Regions from separate parts of the Mus musculus genome. Here region 1 is linked to region 2. The links are chromatin contacts, called in public HiChIP or PLAC-seq maps. All regions are on one chromosome and are shown on one strand. The core of a region is the stretch at or near the end of the contact, and the rest is flanking DNA. Distances in the headings are between cores, read along the strand shown. Region 1 has its middle 14 kb from the start of Smchd1. Region 2 overlaps Dlgap1 (DLG associated protein 1).

What was found. HiChIP or PLAC-seq counts read pairs in DNA pulled down with a chosen protein or histone mark.
Region 1: an H3K27ac HiChIP or PLAC-seq map of microglia shows a contact between it and region 2, with 4 times the contacts expected there. The contact joins two enhancer-like sites. A contact is called at or near these places in 2 of 115 datasets of contacts at active chromatin or transcription factors (bone marrow-derived macrophages and microglia).

Annotation. Positions count from the first base shown.
Region 1 is chr17:71,486,927-71,491,939 of GRCm38.p6, reverse strand. No RefSeq gene overlaps it. Among named protein-coding and RNA genes, the nearest start is that of Smchd1, 14 kb to the right of the region's middle. Within about 2 kb of position 2,044, at least 57 of the 459 cell types and tissues checked have an H3K27ac peak or open chromatin away from gene starts, as enhancers often do. A contact at or near this core is called in bone marrow-derived macrophages and microglia, where this site is marked.
Region 2 is chr17:70,816,939-70,821,623 of GRCm38.p6, reverse strand. Dlgap1 (DLG associated protein 1) reads right to left here. Exons shown (of 12, transcript NM_177639.6): 12 at 211-3,599. The coding sequence ends at 3,390. Among named protein-coding and RNA genes, the nearest start is that of Gm41609, 13 kb to the right of the region's middle. Within about 2 kb of position 3,228, at least 58 of the 459 cell types and tissues checked have an H3K27ac peak or open chromatin away from gene starts, as enhancers often do. A contact at or near this core is called in bone marrow-derived macrophages and microglia, where this site is marked.

The sequences.
Region 1 (5,013 bases), core at 795-3,294, 670 kb before region 2:
GATAGATAGATAGATATGCCCAGCTTTTTTGTTTTCTCTCTGAGGTGGAGTCACCCTATACTGTCCATGCTGGTCTCAAGTTTAGTGATCTCAGCTTTCCACTTCAGTCTCCAAGTAGCTGGGACTAAGTATTCTACTTTTTAAAATGTATCCAAAAAAGAAATAAAAGAAAGTAAAAATAAATAAATAAAAATTAAACTTCTCTAGGATAAAAGTCTTAAAATCTGGGAGTGATACTACATGCTTGTCATCCCAGAATTTGGGTGGCTAAGGTAGCCAAGATCTGAAGTTTGAGGCCAGCCTGGGATCCTGTCTTACACTTGCACGTGTGTGTGTGTGTGTGTGTGTGTGTGTGTGTGTGTGTGTGTGTGTATGCAAAGGCGGCCTGGAGAGAATTTAGACTGAAGGTAAATAACCTGAATCCCAGAGAACTTAGAGCAGCTTTTCTGCTTCTCAGTCTTAGGTAAATATTTTAGTGAGGCCTCGGGGCTAGTGAGCTGGTTCAGTGGGTCAAAGGTGCTGCTCTCCAAGTCTGGTAACCTGAGTTTGATCTCCAGAAACCACGTAGCAGTGGAAGGAGCAAAGCAGTTCTGCCAAGTATTCTAGAAATCAAACCCTTGTCCAAGAAGCTGAATTGAGCAAAATGGTGACATGAACAAAGCAAAAGAAACTAAATGTTATGCAACTTTAGCTCTCACGTCGCCAAGGAACATAACACTAACCCAGGGTACGGTGTCATGGGACAGGAAGATAAGAGTAAATGTGGGCTGGTAAAATGGCTGAGTGTGTGGGTCGGTGGGTGGATGGGTGGTTGGGTGAGTGGGTGGGTGGAGAACAGGATGTGCCAAGGCTGTGAAAGTCTGTAACCCTGGAGCTGCTTATCCTTCATAGACTCTCCAGCCTCGGAATGAAAGAGAGAGATAAGCTTTAAAGCAAGCCACTTCACCCACTAGAGCCTAGCAGGGTTAAAATACAACTAGAGAAAGTAGCCTGTAACGGCTCATTGAGGGAAGGGAAGAGTTAGGTGATCTCTCCTGAGAAAGGACGAAAACACAGCCTGTTCAGGAGCCAAAGAGGCCACCTCATGGGGCTGGAGAGAGAGCTCAGTGGTTAAGGGCACTGGCTCCTCTTGCAGAGAACTCTGGTTCAGTTCACAGCCTTCCCATGGTGACTCACAACCATCTGTAACTGCAGTTCCACGGGATCTGACACCGACTTTAGGTCTCCACAGGCACTGTGCACACATGGTACACTTACATAAATGCAGTGCAAACATTCATACACACAAAAATAAAACTTTTTTTTTAAAAACAAGGCCATCTTGGAGAACATTGGGGGTTCTCTATCTTTAAAAAGAATATAGCCAGTTGTACATATCTGTGATTCCAGCACCCCAAAGGCTGGTACAGGAGGATATCCCCCAGTTTCAGTCCAGCCTGGACTATATAGTGAGACCCTATCTCAAAAAGCAAAACAAATCAAGAAAATACAAACCACAGGAGATTAAGCAGATGTGTAAAATATTTGTTGTGTAGGCACGACGACCTGAGTTCAGATCCCTAGCACCCTCATAAAAAGCCAGGCATGGTGGGGTGTCTCTAACCCCAGTGCTGGGGGTTTGGACAGACAAGTGGATCCTGGAGCTGATTGGCTAGTCCACATAGCTCATCTGTGAGCGACAGATCCAGGAGAAACCCTGTTTCAGAAAATCTGATGAAGAGAGATAAAGGAAGATACCTCCAGTGGGCCTCTGACCTCCATGTGCCTGCACACACGTGCATGAACACAAACATGCACACAAAAGACTCAAACAGCAGTGTGCTACCAGAGGGATGAACGAATCCTTTATTAGGAAAACAAATCCTTTATTACTGTGGTGATTTGAATAGGTATGGCCCCCGTAGACTCATGTCTTTGAATGCTCGGCCTACAGGGAGTGGCACTATCAGCAGGCATGGCCTTGTGGGAGTAGGTATGGCCTTGTTGGAGGAAGTGTGTCACTCTGGGAGCAGGCTTTGAGGTTTCCCTATGCCCAAACTACACCCAGTGTGGCAGACAGTCTACTTCTGCTTTGTGGAGATCAAGTTGTAGAACTCTCAGTTCCTTTTCCAGAGCCGTGTCTGCCTGGATGCTGTCATGCTTCCTGTCATGATGATAATGGACTCAACCTCTGAAACTCAGCCAGGCCCAATTAAATGTTTTTCTCTATAAGGGTTACCATGGTTACGGTGTCTCTTCAGCGTCACAGGTAGAAAAGTATCTTCTCGTAGTACACTCAGACCCTGAATTGCCTCCTACCTCCTCCTCCAGACTGCTGGGATCACAGGCATATAACACCAAACCTGGTTTATTCAGCATCTTTGGAGTGCGTCGGCTTTGAATGTGAAATGTCCCCTTGGAGGATCATGTGTTGAATGCTTGGTCCCCAGCTGATGGTGCTGTGTGGGAAGGTGATGGAAGCTTTAGGTGACACCTGGTTGGTGGAAGTATGTCACTAGAGTGACAATGGCCATGTAGGCTATACCTGGTGCCTTCCTACTGTTTTTATCACGAGGTGACTTAGCTTCTGCCACACGGCATTCAGGAGTAAGTTCAAGTTTAGAAGACAGGAAAAGAATTCCAGATCATTTCTTCCCCAACACCTTCATTCTTTCCATCATGAAAGAAATGCAGAAAAGTGTTCTCTTGAATGTTTAATTTTCAGGAGAGAAGGAAAAGATGTTGGATTGAGTTAGGCTAGACCTGGAGTTGACTAAGAGAAGGGGAAATGGCTAATCCTGGCATACCAGGTGACACAGGGATGGAAGGGGCCAAACAGGGAGTAGGGGGTGGGAGCAAGTCATAGATAAAACAAGTCCAGGGGGCTGGAGAGATGGCTCAGCAGTTAAGAGCACCGACTGCTCTTCCAGAGGTCCTGAGTTCGATTCCCAGCAACCACATGGTGGCTCACAACCATCTGTAATGGGATCTGATGCCCTCTTCTGGTGTGTCTGAAGAGAGCAATGGTATACTCATATACATAAAATAAATAAATAAATCTTAACAAAAAACAAAACAAGTCCAGAAGCTCACAACCTGCGGGGTTATTGGGAGGTGAATCATAGACTAAAAACTACAGATGGGATGTCTAGAAGAAAATTTCCATCCATGGCAAAGAAAGGGACTAGGGGATAGGGGTGTGGCCTAGTTATAGAGTACTTGCCTGGCATGCTTGAAACCCTGTTTGATCCCCAACACCCATAAGATGGGTGTGATGGTTTGAATGAGAATGAGCCTGCCCCCAAAGGCTCATATACTTGAACATTTTGCACACACACACACACACACACACACACACACACGCATGCGCGCGCACACACGCACATACACACACGCACACACGCACACACACACACACGCACACAGACAGGCACACACGCACGCACGCACACACACACACACACACACACACGCCATTGGCGGAACTGACTGAGAAGAATTAGGAGGTGTATTACTGGATGTGGGCTTTGAAGTTTCAAAAGCTCACATGATTCCCAGTTGTGTCTCAAGATGTGAGCTCTCAGCTACTGCTCCAGTGCCAGTCTTGCCTACCTGTTTCCATGTTCCCTGCCATGATAGTCATGGACTGACTCGTCCCCTGAAAATTTAAGCCCCAAATCAAACATTTTCTTCTACAGTTGCCTTGTTCTTGGTGCCTTATCACAGCAATAGAAAAGTAACTAAGATATTAGGTATGGTTGCATCCACCTGAAGTCTCAGCACTATAAGGGCAATGAATTCAATGGTAATCTGGGCTACATGGTTAATTTGAAGCCTGCCTGGGCCAAATAAGGATTAAAAAAGGTGGGGGGGGGTGGTGGTAAAAGAGAAGAAGAGAAGGAACTGGGGGATTTAATCAAGTAGAAGACATCTAATAATCAAGACCGCTTCAAAGCTAGCTCATCTCTAGCCCAAACTTGGGAAGCACAGGATTACTCGGTTTAAATTCAGACGTTTAAGAACAACTAGAGCAATGCAGTAAAATTTCACTTCAATACATACATACATACATACATACATACATACATAGCACTTGGGAGGTAGAGGCAGGCAGATCTCTGTGAGTTCAAGGCCAGCCTTAGTAGAACTAGTTTCTGGACAACTAGGGCTATACAGAGAAATCTTATCTTGAAAAACCAAAACCAAACAAACTAATAAAATGGTATGGAAAGCTGGCTCAAGTTAAGAGCAAACATACAGGGAGTTTTCACAACTGCTTGTAACTTCAGCCCCAGTGAATACAAATCCCTCCTCTGGCCTCTATGGACACCTACATGCATACCTACATGTGTGCATACAAAACACACACACACACACACAGCACACACACACACAAATAAAAATTAATGAAAATTGGAGACTGGAGAGATGGCTCAGTGGTTAAGAGCACTGGTGTGTTTTCCAGGGAACCTGGGTTCCCAACCTACATGTAGTTTACCACTGTCTGTAACTCCAGTTCCAACGGATCTGGCACCCTCACACTCACATACACAGGCAAAACACCAATGCACATAAAATAAACCTTTTAAAAATTAATTTAAAATAAATAAACCTCAGTAGCCATAGGAAAGACCATATACCAAACCATATTTGTCATTGAACTTATGAATAACTGATGAAGGAATATCTTAATAAGGTCAAGAGAAGAAGGCCTTGTTATAAGGTCTCCTGCAAATTGACCAACCAAGGAACTAGTCATTTTGGTACAAATGCAGACTAGCCTTCATTATGTTTGGTTAGAATCATGCTTCCATGCCCAAAGGAAAACAGCATTTATCACCATTATCAAAGTTTTCTCACCGAGCAGTGGTGGCACACGCCTTTAATCCCAGCACTTGGAAGGCAGAGGCAGGTGGATTTCTGAGTTCGAGGCCAGCTTGGTCTACAAAGTGAGTTCCAGGACAGCCAGGACTACACAGAGAAACCCTGGCTTGAAAAAACAAAACAACAAAAAAACCAAAAAAAACAAAAAAC
Region 2 (4,685 bases), core at 1,979-4,478:
CTTATGTGACTATCAGTGTAAGAAACTTCAGTTCTTTGATTCTGAAGTCCTTTAGACAGAATCTCCCACAGCCTGAGCAGCACTGGGCAGGCAGCAGAGTGTGTCCTTACAATGAAAGCGTGAAAGATAACGTAGTTGCTGAGCTACCCACTTCCAAAGACAACCACTTAGATTTTGGAAGACTGGGGCTTCAGTAAACACACGTGGGCCTGAAAGAAGTGCATTGATTATTTTATTAATTCCTTCTTTTTACATGATGGGAAACGTTCATCTATTTACAGGTTGTTATTTTTATTTATTTTTTTGTCCACACACAATCTAGGTAAATAAGCCTATGAAATTCCAATTCAGAAAGCCATAAAAATCTTCCCTACCCCATCCATCTGAAGGCTTTCAAATGAATCTTTTTTTCCCCAAACCAAATTAATTTTTAAAAATTACATTAGGGAATTCAGATATGCTGATGATTTACATTCCAGTTATTTAAAATATGCATCTAGACATGTTCTTAAAAAAAGAAATGGTAAATTCACAAGGATAGGGCTTAAATTAAAGCAGTACTTCACAGAAAAACATTAAGGGAACATCTATAAATAACAGAAATATATTACAAATAAATTAGTTCTATTTACCATTTCAAATATTAAAAATCTTTAATCCATTTCTTCATCTCTCTTTACAAAAAGGTTATGTGAATTGTATGGAAACATCTGCAAAAAATATAATAAATACTTGATTTCTTTGAATGTATTTTTGTTGTTGTTTTTGATGAGGGAGACAAACCTCTTTTGTAATTTCCCCCCCGCCCCAAGAAAATGCCCAACACCTTTATACCAAAGTTAAACAAAATAAGTAATTTTTGAGGGTACATACACTGTTCATTATGAACTAAAAAACATCTCTACAAATTACATCAAAAAGAAGAACGCAACAAAAGTTATGTTCCTGCTGTCAGTTTCCGGGTTCCAGTGGGTAACAGGCTGTATCGTGTGTGGGTCATGTCCTAATATCAATAATTCGCTTTTTTATTTTTTTTAATAAAGTGTACAGTTTAAACTGTGTTTCTCAGGAAGGCAAAGGTTCTGATGCCCTGCAGGCATTCAGCTAAGAGATTTAAAATTCTTACCAAAAATAGCTTATGAATATACAAATGCCGTTCACTTGGACAAGATAAATAGGCCTTCTCTTGTCTCTCTTTAAAATAGCCTGGGCTAAATCAGTCCCCAAGGAAAACATTGTCAGAGGATCTGGAATCCCACCAGAAACTGACCTCAGCGCTATCTCAGGGCAAGGAGCTGCAGTAATGCATGAGTGGGGCAAAGTGGGACCAGAATGGACCAGAATGAACGCTGCGTTCTGTGAATGCCACATCTTTCTTGAATCAGTGTGACCATGGGCTACCCAAGGTGAAAGTTGGCCTTACTCCCAAATACTTCTGATCTTACATTGCTGCTCCACTGTAAAGAAAACGTGTCTTTTTTTTTTTTTTAAACTAGCAAATACTTGAGTCAAATCTCTGCTCCAATTTGACACAGCGCTGACTTTGCCCTAGTTAAAAGTTGTTGGTTTTGTTTTTTAAAGTAAGTTATAGCCCTTTTCTTGTAAACCACAGCAGTAAACATTTGTGCCCTGTTGAGAAAGGAACCTCAAAGCTTCGATGGCTCTGAGAGGTAGCAAATTCTCTAGTGGTTTTAGAATATGTCTGAAAATACTGGTTGCCAGAACCCATCCCTTCTTTTAATTTCATAAAGAAAATTAAATTAGCACCTGGCTATGAGAGTGGTTTTTGTTTGTTTTGTTTCTTTTTTTTGTTTGGTTGTTTCTTTTTTTTTTTTTTTAAGCATCTCTGATACAAGCATTTTTTTTTTCTTTTAAGTCTTTCGTTTTTTTTTTTTTTTTCCTATGACAAATTTCTAATTCTTTAGGTTGCCAGCTGATCTTTTCAGATAGCCACATTCTGAATGTTTAAACTGCTGCAAGTAAAGGGCATTTGAAGACTTCAGCTGGAAGCTAGGACACACAGCCCATCAATGACGACTAAATTGCAAGCCAACAACCAGCCTGGAATCCACCCAAAGATTTGGCTTTCTATCAGCGTTTATGAATGCCGCCTGCCCTGCCGCCTCCTTGTTCTTGACCCCTGCGTCTCAAATGACTTCTCTCACTACCTGGAACTTCAGGATCACAACGACAGCTCTTGGGAATGAGGCAGCGTGTCAACTGGGGTAGAAAACCTTTTATTTTATTCATTTGACATAGAACAAAATCCTGTGCTGGGGAACAGGTGAACTCTGTATTGGAGTGAAAGGAAACCAAAGGAGAAAACGCCCCCGGGAAATGTGAACTAGACAGGTGTGGCATTCAAAGGGTGGCGGAGAACCCGAACTCTCCTCTGGCATTGTCCTTGCCGCCCCTCAGAAGCAGAAACGTTCTTCCGTGTGTGAAACCTTAAGTGGCCCCACCAGGATGGACACTAAACTGACAGAACCAACTCTTTCCCACCCTCCCATTTAAAAACCATTGCCATGACATTATAATACATAGAGTACAAGAAAAGTTGATTTAAAAAAAAAACACATTTCAGTTCTAAATTTTCTTAAGGTAAATAAATGGATTCCTTACAGAGGATCTTAACCCACCGGTATTTATTTCCCTTTTGCCTTAACTTTCTTCCTTTTATTGCCTTTCAGAATAGATTGATTTCCCTGAAAGATCGAATTTACAATCTTCTGCTGATTGAAACATTTGAAGCTTGGTTGATGAAGTACCAGTGAGGCAGTTTGTACAGCTGCGAGGGAGGGCACAGATGCAGGTACCTGCGCACTCCGCCCTTCTCTCTTACACACCCAGGCCCCCCAACCCTAGGCCAACTTGGTCCCCACTCTGTCACCTTGATTCCAATGAGATGGTGTGATTTCTGAGATTAGAAATAAAGCGCTCTCTGTTTGTAAAAAGTAACTGTTTGGGGGCAAATAAAGGGAGTTGGAGCCCTCGTTTCTTTCACATGGAAGACGGTAAGTCCCAAAGGATCACCCTATGTGATACTGGGTTTCTGAAATACCCTATGGTTTTATATTGCTGAATTCTAGGGACACACTAGCTTGAGAGAACTGAGGAGGATGTGAGTGACCTACAGGTGTCGTTTTCTACATAGGTGGGTTTGCTTGGCCCAGAAAATAAAGGGTTTGGATGTCTGCATGAGGCTTCAGGACGGGGGGAGCGAAGCTCGGTGGAGAAGATGGGCAAAGTGGTCCAGGAAGCGGGGCGGCCTGGGGACGGCTCCTGCGAGGTGGACAACTACGCCACGGCGGTGGCTGTCACTGAGCTCAGAGACGGAGGGGGCGGGGAGGTGGCCGAGGGCAGGGATGCGGGACGGTCCTCGGCGGCGTTCAGAGCCGGGTCTGCGCCTCGGGGATGTAGATCTCGATGCTCTCGGCGCTCTCGGTGGCCGAGTTCTGGCGGACCGACGCGGCGCGCTTGGCGGCCATCAGGCGCTTGCGGGCCTCCTGGCGCTGCGAGCTCTCCAGCGAGCGCTCCCGGATCAGCGGCGCGGGGCCCTTCGCCGGCTTCTTTGGCACTGGAGGAGGGGCCCTTCGCTCCTGATCAAAGCAGAAGGTTCAGGACATTACACAGATTCTCAGGACAAGCTTGGGAAAGACTGGGATAGGTCAGTAGTTTGAACACACACGCGCGCGTGCACGCACACATACACACTTCTGCTTTTTGTAAACCTAAGGATGGTTAGTTCTGATCTGCACATTGTTAATATGATTTCTCTTCTTTGTTCTGGTTTGGGTATTAAAAAGATGCAGGGAAAACGTAATATTTTACGCTTAGGGCCGAGGGTAACGCTGAATTGCGGAATTAGGTCTTTCCATGGCAGGATGTGGGCATTTAAAATGCACCCCTGCAAATGGACCCCTGATCCTCACAGTGAAGGTGGTTCTCTCAGCATCCTCCAGACTCTTCCTGGTGCTAGGGATGGACCAGGAGAGCTCAACGGCTACAGAATTATTTAGAACTCTGCATCAGGTAGGAGCTTGGGTTAAAGGCTAAAACCCTGTCCACCCTCTCTCTGGGCCCACCACGCTCCCCCTTCCTCCACTCCTAAGCAGCCAGATGAGATTATAAGATTGTTTCTCGGCTTCGATGGTGCCACCCGGAGTTACACCCCTTTTGAACACCACATGGGAACACATCGCCATGGACTGTACAGGGAAGGGAGACTCTGGCATTTCCTACTCTGGGGAGGACCTCAGCTTGCTTGTGGTGGCCCAAAAGTTGAGCGGAGGTCTGGAAAAGGCTGTCCCTCTTATCAGCAATCTCTGAAACCGATTTTTAGATCTTTTTCTATTCTACTGAAAAGTATAACTGCTCTTGCTGTAAGGCATGGTAACTGGACATCGGGAAAGAAAGCAAAAGGAAGCTGTTAGGAGGTAGGTGTTGAGCTTGCAGGCCGTGAAAAGGTGCACACAGGTCGATTTGAAAAAGAAGACCCTGCATTCTTATGAAATCCAATGTGAAGTTTATCACAAAGGGACTGAGTCTCCAACTTACAGCAGCTCCTCCATGCTCACCAGGGAGAAGGGCGAAGTAAAATGAACACCATGACTCGACCCATGGATGTTTAAAAAAAGCACACGCCTGTGCTTCAGAAAGGACAGAAAGGGCTAACACAGTGCAAA